Regions from separate parts of the Xenopus tropicalis genome. Here region 1 is linked to region 2. Evidence: chromatin contacts called from public Hi-C data. All regions are on one chromosome and are shown on one strand. The core of a region is the stretch at or near the end of the contact, and the rest is flanking DNA. Distances in the headings are between cores, read along the strand shown. Region 1 has its middle 98 kb from the start of arglu1. Region 2 has its middle 150 kb from the start of arglu1.

What was found. A called contact is a pair of places that touch in the nucleus more often than the background predicts.
Region 1: a Hi-C map of neurula embryo shows a contact between it and region 2, with 2.5 times the contacts expected there. The contact joins two enhancer-like sites. A contact is called at or near these places in 2 of 5 Hi-C or Micro-C datasets (neurula embryo and tailbud embryo).

Annotation. Positions count from the first base shown.
Region 1 is chr2:118,348,386-118,352,070 of UCB_Xtro_10.0, forward strand. No RefSeq gene overlaps it. Among named protein-coding and RNA genes, the nearest start is that of arglu1, 98 kb to the right of the region's middle. Within about 2 kb of position 2,051, at least 2 of the 11 cell types and tissues checked have an H3K27ac peak or open chromatin away from gene starts, as enhancers often do. A contact at or near this core is called in neurula embryo, where this site is marked.
Region 2 is chr2:118,298,803-118,302,632 of UCB_Xtro_10.0, forward strand. No RefSeq gene overlaps it. Among named protein-coding and RNA genes, the nearest start is that of arglu1, 150 kb to the right of the region's middle. Within about 2 kb of position 2,004, at least 4 of the 11 cell types and tissues checked have an H3K27ac peak or open chromatin away from gene starts, as enhancers often do. A contact at or near this core is called in neurula embryo, where this site is marked.

The DNA of each region.
Region 1 (3,685 bases), core at 801-3,300, 50 kb after region 2:
TTAATGTGAAAATCATAGGTTTGTGAAACATGGTATCCTGTCCCAAAAATCTCATTAACATTAATGAATAATACCAAAATATAAGGTCTTAGGAGGGCCCTCCCCCTGCTGACTCCTAACAATATATGTATATGTTAACAGTTCAGTCTTGGATTTGTATGACTTTGCTATGTGAAATGATGGCATTGTATAAATTAGGGATGCACCGAATCCAGGATATGCTTCAGGATTCTATTCAAACGTATCATTGGCAATATGAATATTGATATCCCTGATGAGTCCACACCATATCTTTGTGCCCATGAGTCCTGTAAGACAAAAATATTACTACAAAAAACATGATTAGACTGGTGCTTTTTGCTTTAAAATATATAACAGGTTTTCTGCTAGATTCCTACCATTCAGTCACTAATGAAGTTTTAGTCATATTGAAATTTGCCAATTTAAAAGGATATTATCAGTTCAATTAAAACTGATATTTATCATTGTCCAAGCCTTCTAGGGATTTTAATATTTCTGTCCTTGAAAAGAATGATTGGTGTGAGGTATAAAATCCCATTATAGGCTAGGGACAATGTTTAAGCTGATCAATATTACCCTAATGAACTATGTAGTTAACTATGATCGCTAGAGATTATCGATAAGTTTGCCACTGTGTATGCAAGATGGAAAAACACAGCAATGTGTGTTTTATTCAGGTAATATTAAGGATGAATCCGAAACAGGATGCATTTCAGAGCTATGCGAGACAGAGCTGGAGAACTGCCTGTTGCCATAATATTCAATGTATACTTCCACGGCCTGGATTGTTCCCAGATTGCCTTTAAGTCCCTTAGTAGTAGAAGGTTTCAAGAAAACTATATATCTCCCTAAAAATATTAATACAGATTTAGGTAATTTAAAATATGAGTTCCTTTTCATTAGTTGTTTCAGTTACATTGTGTACCCCCAGTAGATTTTCAGCAGCTCGAATGACAACTTTTGCATGGAGCATTTTTTTTTTAAATTCTATGCAATGTCTTGCCTAATAACTGAAACAGAAATACACAGATCTCTAGCAAATAATATGTTGACATATGTACCCTTCAGACTAGGTAGCCTTCATAAAATGTCTTGCTTGTTATTCAGCTAATGATTCGACTTTATACACCGACTGTGCATTAAATGGTTTGTCATTACTACTGATAAAAAACAAGAAGCTGGAGTAAATGCAGAATAATAATGAGGATGATCATTTTTTAAATGTCAAACTAATTTCAAGAGGGAACATTTTACTAATGTGAAAGTAGCTGTGAGTGGAAACATTTCTTTCCATTAATGGCAAAACAACCAAGAAGCGATCCTTATGTTGCAGCAAGGGGGTGTATTGCGTGAACAGAACACTCCCTTTCTGCACTTGCACAATGGACATCTACATATGAAAAGTGCAAGTTCATTTTTAATGCATTTTAAAATAAATGACTAATCCTAATCAGTATGAAATCACTTTGAGGCAAGGAGCGAAGTTAATTAAACAAAATGCAGGGTCAGGTTTGTGTTGCCCCTTTTCCTTACCCTATCCATACTCTCTGCTGGGATGGTTGCCTTTGAGGCATTTTTAGAACTCCCCAAACCCTGTTGTTATTAAATAAAAAGTATTCTTAGCTAAGGCAAAGTTAACAAATGCAAACTGTGTGAATATTAAACATTTCAGACTCTAATGTGACAGAAAACCATTAAAGCTTGTGTAAATTAGACGGTATTATAATTATAGAGGGGTTAGCATATGTTGCCAATAACCCTTCAAATGACAGCTCCAAACCTCTAATGATGGTGCATATGTGTGTTTTTGGGGAAGCCTTTATAGAAATACTTCTATTCCAATGTGGTACTTTCCTTATCAAAACTTTACCAGTAGGAATACATTCCCGCCATTGATCTTTTAGCTGCGTTTATCTATATCCTGAATGGCACTTGGTGAGTATGGTAACAGATATTCAGTAAACATAGACTAAAAGGGGAAAAACAGTGATTCAGATCACAAATCAATCAAGCAGGAAGCTTTTCAAGTGAACAAAAAGGCAATCAGTGACTGGCTAGCACAGACCAGAGTTTGGCCCGCTTTCATCTGCTCCACAGTGTCTCTACAAACAAAAATAATAAGGGCTCTCAGGTCCTTCAAACACATTGAAACATAATCCTTTTTACAGAGAGTGCATCAATATATGAATGGTGCTTTTCTCATTGCTTATAAAGGCAGTATCAGCTGCGCACATGGATCCCTATATTGCAGCTATTAGGGACCAAACCAGATGAAAGATTTGTTTTTCCTGCAACACCTGAAGCAACAAAAGTCCAGCCAGAAAAAAGAGAAATGTGTTGGTGGTTTGACTTTGAAATGTTCTTCTACCCCCCCTGCTTTCTGTAAAAGGGCTTTGTCTATCAAATGTTAAGTATGGGAAAGTTGCACTGTAAATATTCTTTCAAATGTCAGTCAAGTGATGGAAAAATCATTTTCTCCATTCTTTACTAATTACTTTACCAGGAATGATCACATGGGAGGGGTTATTTGTGCTTTTCTTCCTCCAATAGAATTAAAAGATTAAAAAAACAATTGGACAGATTTTAGCTACTATTACTGATTTTTCCTGTACCATTATTGTATTACAGATCCCATGATCTACAACCAGTCAAAAGCTTTAAGTGATAGTAGGAACCTGACTAAATGACCTACAATAACAATAATTAAGTATGAAAAAAACATTGTAAAATCCATACATTTTTTGTTGTGTTATTAAAATAAAGTCACTATGTATTCATATAAAATGTTTAAATATATAATTTTATATATAAATATATATATACATAAAAAAGCATCTTATTATAAAAAAGATCAAATTATATGGTTTAATAAATTATAATTGGTATAATATTTATACTGAACAACCAGTTTTTTATGTGCATAAAAACTTAATTGCTGGAATAAGCAACTGCCAATTGTCTGTTATCTAGATTTTGGGGTGCAATAATAACAATTTCCCCACTTCCAGTAACAAACAATTAGATGTCTGCATTCATTATTCTAACTGCAAGTCTTTAGCTGACTGCTGATTGGTTGGCATAATTTAATTAAGGATAAGGACAAGGATTACATGGACTAATGTTTACATAGTATTACAGGAGAGAAGCATCCATAATGATATACTGTATGTAAGCTTGAGTGTACATTGTTGACTTGTTTTCTCATGAAAAAAGACAATAAGAAAATATAAGTTAAAAAAAAAAAATAAGAAAAAAAATCACAACAAAATAATCAATATACCCTTTATCTAGAGGCAAAAATTACATGGGGGGTTCCTGGGAAAGTTTTTGGAGAATAAAGCTAGAGGCATACAGTGCATTTTCCACCATCCTGTATTTGCAGTACGCTGACTGGTACACACAAGGGGCAGCATAAATACATACTTTAATGCTTTTGTGCCAAGATTAAGAAGGCAACAAATGGCATTTTCTCCACTGGTGTATTTACTAGCCTAAGGCTAGAGTCACATTGGATGGGTTATGGAACAAAGTGCAGGAGAAAATGTAATGTGTGATACTGCCTAACGCTGCCATACATGTACTTTATAGAACGCTGATGTTTTGGGTAATGGCATACACGTGGTGTGACCAATGCTGCTATAAGGCAGAAAACTGTGGCAGTCAA
Region 2 (3,830 bases), core at 754-3,253:
TTTCAGTCTTCAATAGGACCTTTCTCAAAATCTTCATTTTTTTCTAGAAAAAAACTGACCTTATTAGTCTCACAGTAAATAAATATATAAGCAAAAAATAAATTTGTGAAGATACTGTGCAAGTAGTTTCATCCTACCATTAGTTTGAGATATGCCTAGAACTTACATGTAAGGCATCTAAAATGAATGAATATGAACAGTCATATTTTTTTTTTCCCCCATATTTTTACTTTTAAGTCCTGTGAGTGCCCTGCTTTATTTGACATTCTATATTATTCTATATTATATATATATATATATATATACTTATAATTTTTTCTGACAGCTGGAAATGTATGCTACAACTTTCCTGAAGGCAATGCCACAATAAATTGCGTATTATAGCGACATTGACCCTTATTTGTTCACTGCAGCCATAATCACCAATGGGTAGCTTCTGCCTTTGAACAATGATCCACTATTTCATCCATGAAGGTAAAGAAAATATACTCCAATAAATGTGTTAGACAATTCTAAGCATGGAGAGGGCTATTCATTTAAACAGAAGAAGAATCATGTTTAGAATAACATGCAGTATTGCATTATGGTGCATGAATAGAAATGTAGATGAAGTTGTTTAGTTTGGTGTAAATTGCTACCAACAGGTATTCTTTTTGATCTCACTTAAGACCAGAGGTATGTTATTTGTAACTTGAGCAGAACACAGTTAGCTTTCAATGGGTGAAATCTTAGTATGTTTGCCCAGTAGAGCACCTGGCTCTTAGGCAGTGAATGTTTAGAAAAACACCTTTAATAATATTGTGATGAGGCAAATCAGTGTTTGTGTTCTTAGAATTACTGGCTTAATTCTTAGCATCTGTCATCTACATCATTGTGAATCACTCATTCCCTCTCTGCACAGTAAACAGCTTACTTTGGGATTCCACTCACTTTCTTTTACTACAGAAAAAGACCATGTGAAGTGCAAAATAAGAGACCACCCTCTCTGTAAACTAATGAAATTACCATATTAGTGAAATTAAATGTGCTATGTCCATCTCATGTTTCACCAAGCATTACCTTATCTCTACATTGTTATGTTTCCCATTTTTATGCCCAAAATATAGAGACATGAGTAGAGTGTTCAACCATCTCTTCATCCCCCCCATGATGAAAATGTAAAGTTTCTTATTTAAAGAGGTAGTTCACCTTCAACATTTAGTATATTATGGAATGGCTTATTCCTAGTAACTTTTCAGTTGGTATTTATTTTTTTATAATTTTTGAATTGTTTGCTTTCCTCTTCTGCCTCTTTTCAGCTTTCAAATTGGGGTCATTGATCCCAGCAGCCAAAAAACTATTGCTCTGTGAGGCCACAATTTTATTGTTATAGCTACTTTGTATTACTTATAATAATGTGGGACCTATATTAGATGGAAGCATTTCTTGGCCTTGGATTTTTCATGGGCAAATTTTATTCAGCCGATAAGTTCTAGGCCCCATACTAGTGATCCCGAGTGGCACCTGTCAGTCACAGCCAGAGTCTGTCATATGCAGAGTGTTTTTTATGGATATGAATCTGCAACAGACAGTGTAGGGGGATTTATGACCACCGCACTTGTCCCATAAGAGCACTGCAGGATTGTGACCTTAGGGAAGTGACTGGTATTCAGACACAACCTTGTGCTTTGCTGTTACTGCGGCTAAAACTTTATTCTGTTTTGTTCTGATCAAAGTAATGCATGCCCTTTGCATTATGATATCAGGTGATCTCTATCAATGGTTAATGGTTTAATTTACTTTCAATAACAATTAACCTTTAATTTGAGCAGCATTTAGACACTGGAGGTGTAGAGTAAATGATATGTCTCCTTGGCTGCAGAGACCCATGCTTGAAATCTGAGCTCTGCCCCATGGGTATCCTTGAGGGTGTGAAACCAGGCTCCCTCAAAGATTTACATTTCTTTAGAGGATGTTTTTGTTATGCAGATTTTTCAATGTTTTTACTGCCTGCTGACTGATTTGCAAATGAATACTCCTCATAATGAAACAACAGAACATTTCCCAACAGTACTTCAAAGCCGGATGCTTTAACAGTAAAATAACTCATGACATTACTGTAAGGTTATAAAAGGGATAGTTCCAGTTAAATTGCTAATAGTCAGCTACTCACTCATGCATGATGTGATGTAGTCAGCCTAACCACATGTACTTAGGAGGAGATCTTTGCAGTTGGAAATATATTTTCATGTGATCTAAAAGATAAAAATATCGAAAAGATGACAAAACAGTCATCCTTGGCATGTATGTATGTATGTATGTATAACTTTATTTATAAAGCGCCACAAGGGTACGCAGCGCTGTACAGTCTTACAGAGTACAAAATTACACACAGGGAGGACAAGTGATATAATAAATAAATACAATAAATACATATATGTAAACATATATATATATAAGTGCCATGTGGTATGAGACACAGTAGGACGGAGGTCCCTGCCCCGTAGAGCTTACAATCTGAGTGGTTGGGTAACATACAGGCACAAACTGGAAGGTAAGAGTGCATCAGGTATGGGCATTTGCCCTTAAGCGCAGGACTGGGCAAAATAATGTCTTAGTGCTCCAGAAGATAACAGCTGAGTTTTTTCTTAAAGAGAGTGGGTGAGTTTTCCCTACGGAGGGATTCAGAGATAGCGTTCCAGAGGTAAGGAGCAGCGAGATAGAAAGGTTTAAGACAAGAGAGCGCAGTGGGTGTGGATGGTGTAAAGAGACGGAGGCTCTGAAAGGAGCGGAGGAGACGACCAGGAACATGTAGGGAGACCAGTGAAGAAATGTAGTGAGGAGCAGAGGAGTGAAGGGCTTTGAATGTCAGCAGAAGGATTTTGTAAGCTATCCTTTTGCTTGACAGGCAGCCATGCTAGTTCCTACTATAGATAGCCGGTTAAACCCATACAGATCTGATCTCTTCAGGTTAGATAATGCAGTGATTAGCTTGGGGGCATGACATTCCACATCAAGGCTACAACTCGCTACAAAGTCACTTATGGCACAGTGTTTTTTATGTTATCAATAATGGCATTAGTGCGCGATTCACTTGTAGCAAGTCAGTTACATGCGTAGGAACAACATGCTAAGGGAACCCTCTTCAAGGTAGATGTTACCTCCAGGGCTTCCTAAAAGCCCAGTAGATGGCAATGTTCCACTGCAGCAAATGGAGAATAGAGAATTGGTTCCTCTGACAAGGAACATTATTTAGACAGTTTTCACTGTGAATAAAAAAAACAAACAAATACCTGCAGATAAATTTGATTTAGGAAAGGGACTAGTCAATGGCAATACAGGTATGGGACCTATTATCCAGAATGCGGGACCTTCTGGATAATGGATCTTTCCGTATTTTGGATTGCTATACCATAAGTCTGCTAAAAAATCATTTCAATATTGAGTAAACCCAATAGGATTGTTTTGCCTTTAATAAGGATTGATTATATCTTAGTTGGGATCAAGTACAAGGTACTGTTTTATAATTACAGAGAAAAAGGAAATCATTTTTAAAAATTACAATTATTTGCTTAAAATGGAGTCTATGGGAGACGGCCTTTCCATAATTCAGAACTTTCTGGAAAACTGGTTTCCAGATAACGGATCCCATATCTTTATATGTATTATACTAAAGAGCATTTACATTGTAAGCTTTCTTTTAGATTGTAAGCTTTTATTATAATAATAATAATGATTATTATGTTAAGACCTGATTAGTAAGATCTTTTAAACTTGTCCCTCTGTATCTCATGTATTTAGTAATGAGTGAAATTCACATTTTTGCAAAAATATTGCCTGAAAAAATGCTT